Regions from separate parts of the Gossypium raimondii genome. Here region 2 is linked to region 1. A link is a contact called in public Hi-C data. All regions are on one chromosome and are shown on one strand. The core of a region is the stretch at or near the end of the contact, and the rest is flanking DNA. Distances in the headings are between cores, read along the strand shown.

Region 1 (3,863 bases), core at 617-3,116:
ATGTTAGAAATTTTTTATTATTTTTATTTGCCTAATTGGGAAATCACATCTTCGTGCCTCGTACGCAAGAGAAAATAAACTACGCTACATTGGATCTACGATTTAGTCGAATTTGGCATACCTTCAAAAGTTAACAAGAATTAGATGAGTTAGTTTCCGATTTAACGGTGGAACCACAAAATCAAACTCATTACTTTTTTATTTAACCGGTTGAACCAATTGAGTTAATTTTGATTTACAATTTATGGAATGGATATAAATATTAACTTTCAAATATATTATCGAATTATTTTTAACTTTCATATAATTGATTTCAACTCAATTTCCATTCTCTTATTTGCTTACCTTTAATTTCTTTAGAATTTTCTTTCTATTAAATTTGATATCTAGCATAATTAGATAATTAGTGTTTTAATTTTTTTAATCGAAAGATTAAATTATATTTTAATTGTGTAGGGATATTAATTTTCTAGTAAACTCTAATGGTAGAATTGGACCCTTATTGAAATATAATACGCATGTGGGAGAAGTATTTGTATTGTAAGACAGTTTAGCTTTTCTAAATGGGGTTGTTTTTTTTATCTAAATCAATAAAGAAAATGAATTTCAAAGTTTAGTATTCACAATCTGAAAACAGCTTCCAAAGTTAATAAAATTTTAAAATTAATTTTGATTTAATCAGTTAAATTACAAAATTCTATTTATTAAGCTAGTTGAACTAATTTTTTGATTTTGATGTAGAATTTATGAAATGGATATAAATATTAACTTTCAAAAATATTATCAGAATTATTTCTAACTTCAATGTAATTTATTTAACCGAATGTTAAACATTTTGCAATTATTTCAATAAAGTTAACTACTACGACCTATTAATGCCAACCTCTTCCATAAACAAAATGTTACAAAAACTCCAAAATACTGAAGCACTCACACAAACAAACAAATTGTTGAAAAATAGAACTCAATCATCATCCCTCAAAACAGTAAATGTATATGGTTTTTTCCAAAAATAAAAATAAAAATTACATTTTGACCCTTGAATTTTTCAAAATTACATTTTAACCTTCAATTTTTTAAAATTACATTTTGGCCCTATATTTTTCTAAAATTGTGATTTTGCCCCAGAAGTTTTGCATCCTCTACAATTTAGTCTTTCTGGACATGTCAAATCACCCAATCGGCATCCGGGCGTGCATTGCCACCTCCAGCTACTCCTTCAGCCTCCCTAGGTTCATGATGCCCTCCACTGTCACCTGAAGACAAAGAGAAAGAAAACAAATCGGTGAGATTAAAAGAAGAAAAATGAGAGGGAGAGGGGGATTCGAAAAAAAACAAAAAAAAGAAGCAAAAAAAAAATCAAAAAACCGAACAACAGCAGCCAAAGGCCATCGCCACCGTCGCATAAACCACCGCCACCGCAACCGTCGCACCACCACCTAAAAGCCAATCACAAAGCAACCAAACAAAAAATGAAGAAAGCAAAAAATTTCCAAAAATCAGCAGCCAAGAATCATATTTTTAAAAACGTTTACCTTTGAATCGCAGGCCACCGAGGCGAAGAAGAGCCGAGGGCGAGCGCGGCGGCGACGCCTTCAACTTTGGGGATTGTCGAAATAGAAGAGAAAGAGAGAAGGAAAGAAAAAAGAAGGGAAAGAAGAAAGAAGAGAAAAAAAAGAAAAGGAGAGAAAGAAGACGGAGGAGGAGAAGGGAGGAGCGCCGGCATCGTCGCATCACCGGGCGAAAGACGGCGGCGGCTAGGGTTTGAAAAGAAGAAGAAAAGAAAGAAAAGAAAAAGAAGAAAAAAAAGAAAAAAGGAAAAAGGAAAAAGAAGAAAAAAAAATAACATAACAGCCGGGTTGACCCGACCCGAACAGCAACCCACAGCAGCCAGCAGACCGGTGCAGCATCAGCAGGCCACACCACCAGCAGCCCCAAGCCCAGCAAAAGAAAAAACAGCAGGCCCACTCTCCCAGCAGCCCAGCACCCAGGCAGCCCCAGCAGCAGCATAGCAGGCCCTCCAGCAGCAGCCAGGCCCAGCGTGCAGCAGCCAGCAAGCCAGCATCCGGCCCAGCGCCGAGTGGCCCAATCTTCCAGAAAAAAAAGAAAGGAAGAAAGAAAAAAAGAAAAAGAGAGAAGGGCCCATTCTTCAAGCCCATAATTTCGGGCCGTAGGTAATATTTTTATCCTTTTTAATTTAGTCTATGTATTTAATTGTTGTTTCGTTTTAATTGAATTAGCATTTTTAAATAACTTTTTTAGAAATATTATTACATTTATTTTACTTGCATTTTTAAAATTAAAAAAATAATTTTAATGGATAAGGCAACGAATCGTTTTAACATTAAGCCATTGATTTTATCGCTATGTTGGGTGAATATCATCGGTTCGTGTTAAATACGAGACATCCTTCTAAAAAAATGAAAAATTTAAAAATTCTCGTGTTTTAAAATAAATTATCTTTTGTAAATTATCAAATTATATATATTTTTTTAAAATAAATAATAATATGTAATTTATCAAATTTCTCGTTTTTTTTAAAAGAGAAAAAGAAAATTTTGGATCACGGTTAAGTATTAAATTGAACTCGTTTTTTTTTAAATTTAAGACAACACACGTTTAACGAGATACCAATTTTGGGCGTCGCGAGGGTACTAATACCTTCCTCGCGCGTAATTAACTCCCGAACCCTAATTTTGTCTGGAATTTTGACGTGGGCCTAACTCGGCTTTTTTTTAAAATAAAATTTACAAAATAATTTTTCTATTAAGAAGAGGATTTATTAGGTGTCCGATCACACCTAGGAAAAAGAATCGGTGGCGACTCCCTTTTTTAAATAAAACCGAAACTTTACTTTTAAATTTTCAATGATCACGTCGACTAACGCCCATGCAAAAAAAATTTTAAGTCGCTACAGTATATACATAAGAGTAAGAGTGAAACAAGATAGAAAAACATTCGTCACCAAACAAAAATCATTTATCACCAAGCTTTAAATAACGCAAGACTCCTCACCACTAGGTAGTAATAGCATCAGCCATTCCATTACTGAGAACAAATGCGAATATTATCATATGGTGCTAATGTTTTGTAATGTTATTCAGTTTTGTCTTGATGTTGTCATGTTTTCGGCTGCTTAGTGTTCCTTGGCCTGTTAATGCTGCAACAATGTGTATCCATGTACCGGTCTTCATCTCTATTAATAGATTTTTTTCTATTTTTCAAAAAAAAAAATCGATCAAAATATCTTTAGCACCATCAAGCAGCTTGCTCTTAAATTCTTCACACTAATACATGAATTTTTTTTAACCAGAATTTCGTATCAACAATTTATAAAATTAAATGGTAAACTGTAAATAAAAATTGAAAATCAAATGCATATTAACTACATGCAAATACCATTTTCTTTGTGGTAAGAGAACACAACGGATCATAACATATATCACCCTTCACCAACCTAGCAGGGCCTTGCTATCACAAGCTTCGGCATGTCAAGAATGTGGAACTCAACATTAAACTATATATTTTTTGGTGCATATATTTTGTTATTTATATGATACCATACAAACCCATATTTTTTCCCCTTGATAACATGGAATTATTCACCTTTGCTTTGGCCCTTCTGGTCGGAGCTCTTGTTGTCAACGCCTTATGGCGATGGCGGCTCGACTGGAAATCGTTGTTTAAGACTAGAAAACTTCCTCCAGGTCCACCAAGGTGGCCTATAGTTGGCAATCTTCTTCAATTAAGCTCACTCCCACATAGGGACTTAGCTTCCTTATGTGACAAATACGGTCCACTAGTGTACCTCCGGCTCGGTAAGGTAGATGCCATCACCACGAATGACCCAGATATCATACGTG
Region 2 (3,863 bases), core at 536-3,035, 90 kb before region 1:
GGGTAGAGAGCTTATGTTATGCAAAAAATGCAAGTGCACGGTGTGTGGGAAGAAACTCACAAACCTTTTAAATTTTATTTTTACTAAAACAACTAAAAAACGAAAAACTTAAAGCTGAAAAAAAACAGAAAGACAAAACAAGTTAGAAAAATATTAATTAAAAAAAACGAATGCAAATGCATGACTTTTCAAAAAATAAAATTCAAGGATCACGATTAAAAATTAATTTGAACAAAGGGTTTTAAAAATTTGACAACACGCGTTTAACATCAGACTTGACTCTCAAAAACATTTTGTCCCCAGCGGAGTCGCTAGCTGTAGCGACCTAAAAATTTTGGGCACGGGCGCTAATCGAATTAATTATTGAAAATTTGAAAATAGAGTTTCAATTTTATTTGCAAAAGGAGTCGCCACCGATCTTTTTTAGGTGTGATCGGACACCTAATAAATTCTCTTTTTAGAAAAAAATTTATTTTTAAATTTTCCTAAAAAAGAGGTAATTTTAGGTCTGCGTGAAAATCCAGAGAAAATTAGGGTTCGGGAGTCAGTTACGCGCGAGGAAGGTATTAGCACCCTCGCGACGCCCAAAATTGGTATCTCGTTAAACGCGCGTTGTCTTAATTTTCAAAAATACAAGTTCAATTTAAGATTTAATTATGATCCGATTGAAACTTGAGAAAACCCTTTTTTTTAAACACGAGAGCTTTGAAACACAATAATAATTTTCGAAAACACGAAGATTTTTGAAACACGAAAATTTTTTGAAAACACAGAATTTTTTTTGAAAACAAGGAAATTTTCGATACATGAGAATTTTTTGACACGAAAAATTTTGAAAACACGAAAATTTTGAAAACATGATTTTTTTTAAATACGATTTTTTTTAAAAACATGAGAATTTTTTTTGAAAACACGAAAACATGAAAATTTTGAAAAAACGAAAATTTTTGAAACATGAGAATTTTTGAAAACATGAAAAATTTTTAAACACGGAATTTTGATAACACGAAATTTTTATTTTTATTTTTTTAAAACACGAAAATTTTAAAACATGGAAATTTAAAACACGAATTTTTTAAAACACAAGTTTTTTATTTTTTTATTTCTTTAAATACCGTATTTAACATGAATCGGTGACATTCACCTCGTTATGGCGATGAAACCATCGAATTAGTGTTAACTCAATTCAATTTAATATTTAATCGGGATTCTAATAAAACATGAGAATTTTTATTAAAATACGAGGATTTTTGAATATTTTTATTTTTAAAAGAGCGTCCCGAATTTAACACGAGCTATCGATATCCACCCAACATAGCGATGAATTCGATGACTCGATGCTAAATTGGTTCGTTGCCTTATGCATTAAAATATTATTATTATTATTTTTTAAATATGCAATTAAAATGACATAATAATATTTATGAAAACTATTTTTAAACATACTAATTTAAATTAAATAAAACACCATTTAAATACATTAAATAAAATAAAATAGATTAAAAAGAAAAAAATTTACCCAAAAAGGCCCTTTTCCTTTTTTTCGGTTTGGGCCTCAGTTGGCCCGCTTCACTGCTGCAAACGGCCCGCTGGAGCTGCTGGGGTATTGGGCCTGCACTGGGTCAAGTCCATTGGTGGTGGACTGCTGGTGGCTTACCAAAAATGGGCTGCTGTTTTTATTTTTTTATTACTTTTTATTTTCTTTTTTTCTTTCTTTTTTCTCTCTTTTTCTTCCTCTTTTTTTTTTTTTTTTCTTCTTCTCTTCTTCTTGTCTCAAAGCCTTGGCCCTTCTTTTTCACCGCCGTCGGTGTCTCCTGGGTGCGGTGGTTGGACGGTCGCCGGCGTTCTCCTTTCCCTCCTCTCTTCTTCTTCTTTCTTCACTTCTTTCTACTTTACTTTTTTTTTTGCTTGCTTGATGCTATTTTCCTTTCTTTTGTTTATGCTTGCACATTTCTTAGCTTGACTTCGGCGAGGAGTAACGATGATTGTTGCACGGCGATCGTGGTGGCGTGGGTACGGTGGCGGTGAGCGTGGGATCGGCCCATGGGAGTATTTTTTGCTGCTGGAATTTTCTGCTATTTTTTTTGCTTTGGTTGCCGAAAAATCCCCCCCTTCTCTTCAATTTTTTCTTTTTAAAAGCTCCAAATTTTGTCCTCTTTCTCATTGTTTGCAGGTGGCAGAGGAGCCATGATGGCCTAGGGGGGCTGCTGGAGTAGCTCGGCCGGGAGGGGTACACTCACTGCTGCAGCGATTAGACAAGTCCAGAAGGACTAAATTGCATAGGATGCAAAGCTTCTGGGGCAAAAGTGTAATTTTAGCAAAAATATGGGCCAAAATGTAATTTCTTGAGAGTTTAGGGGTCAAAGTGAAATTTTGAGAAAGTATAAGGGTTGAAATGTAATTTTAGAAAGTTTTGGGGTCAAAATGTAAATTTTAGAAAAGTTTGGGGTCAAAATGTAAAATTTTAAAATTACAGGGGTTAAAATGCAAAAAATAAAATAAAAAAAATCTTTTTTTTTTTCAAACACGAAATTAATCCCGGACAAAATTCAGTGATTACACAAGGGCCTCCATGGAAGAACCAATTTGCTCGTTAATCAGACTAACAACCCCATTTTTTTAAGCAGGGGCAAAATGCAATCTGATTCTTAATACGTAAGCCTCCATGATACTTGTACCTAAAAATTATAAAAAGAAGGTTGGTTTAGATTTTTAAAAAAATATTAAAAGGGATATCAACAAGTGTTACAAACAAATAATTTAATTAATTATATTGTTCATATTTATTGATATGTTTGGAAAGTTGATTTAGTATATAAATTTACGTGTAATTATTTGTAATTCATTTATATGTATGCATGGATGACTATAATAATTAGTGAGTCTGATTAAGTGTAATCGATACAAGCAATTACATTTGTGTCACATTGTTTAGTAGCTATTGTAATTAGCTGGTCTTATTGAATAGAATTTAATCTGAGCACCTTAATTATTTGCTTCAATCCATATCTCATGGTTGAAAATTGAAAAATTACGCGTGGCAATTAACCATGATGACTTTTAAACAAATTTAAAAATTAGAATCTTTTACAATTCTAAGAATGCATGATTACTACCTATTAATTACACCTTTTTCAATTACGTTATCACGAATAAATACATACAAATTCTATATGTTCTTTGTAATTATTAGTTTGCTTGTTTGGACCAATATTTAATAATCGGATTGGTGATCGAATTGGTCAAACCATTGATTCTCAATTCAATCGTTGGTCTAACAATAAATAAATAAATATTATAAAAAAAAGGTAAGAAAACACGTTTCAATGGGTTCAACCACCTTTTTTTTTTGTTTCAATTTTTAATTTTTACCCAATCTGAGTAGTTCACTTAGAGAGTGATTTAACCTCTATATCAAGATTGATATGCCGAACGATTCTTAATTCGATTGATGCCAATTTAAATAACAAAAAAATAAAAATAAAAATCTGATGAGGATATTCATGAGGGGGCTTTTTTTTGGTTCTGATATTGTCTTTTACTTGCTTGTAAACCCTAGCATGTTTGCTCATTTTTGGCAAATAAATCAAAAAGATTAATTTTAATAATTTTAAAGAGGTTAATTATACGAAAATATATTTATGGTAAAACGAGTATGATTCAATTTGGTCGAATTTTTAAAATACTGAACCATCTTATTTTAGTTCGATTTTCTATTTTTTATTCTAATTTTTTCTTTATTTTGATAAAACAAATTTTATTTTATGAATTTTCAGCATTATTTGATAAAATTTTAAAAACATTTTCATAAATATTTTTAAAAGATTAAGTTTTCAAGTAAATAAAATAATTTATTTTAGAAC

What was found. Hi-C and Micro-C count contacts between places; a contact is called where the count stands out from the background.
Region 2: a contact with region 1 is called in a Hi-C map of leaf, with 4 times the contacts expected there. The contact joins the enhancer-like site here to the promoter of LOC105762158 in region 1. A contact is called at or near these places in 2 of 2 Hi-C or Micro-C datasets (both in leaf).

Annotation. Positions count from the first base shown.
Region 1 is chr12:37,037,592-37,041,454 of ASM2569854v1, reverse strand. LOC105762158 reads right to left here and starts at 1,866. Exons shown (of 3, transcript XM_052624653.1): 1 at 1,536-1,866; 2 at 1,374-1,439; 3 at 984-1,256. The coding sequence starts at 1,734. The coding sequence ends at 1,168. LOC105762440 (cytochrome P450 703A2) reads left to right here and starts at 3,593. Exons shown (of 2, transcript XM_012580244.2): 1 at 3,593-3,863. The coding sequence starts at 3,593.
Region 2 is chr12:37,127,458-37,131,320 of ASM2569854v1, reverse strand. No RefSeq gene overlaps it. Among protein-coding and RNA genes, the nearest start is that of LOC105763913, 16 kb to the right of the region's middle. Within about 2 kb of position 1,785, the one cell type or tissue checked has open chromatin away from gene starts, as enhancers often do. A contact at or near this core is called in leaf, where this site is marked.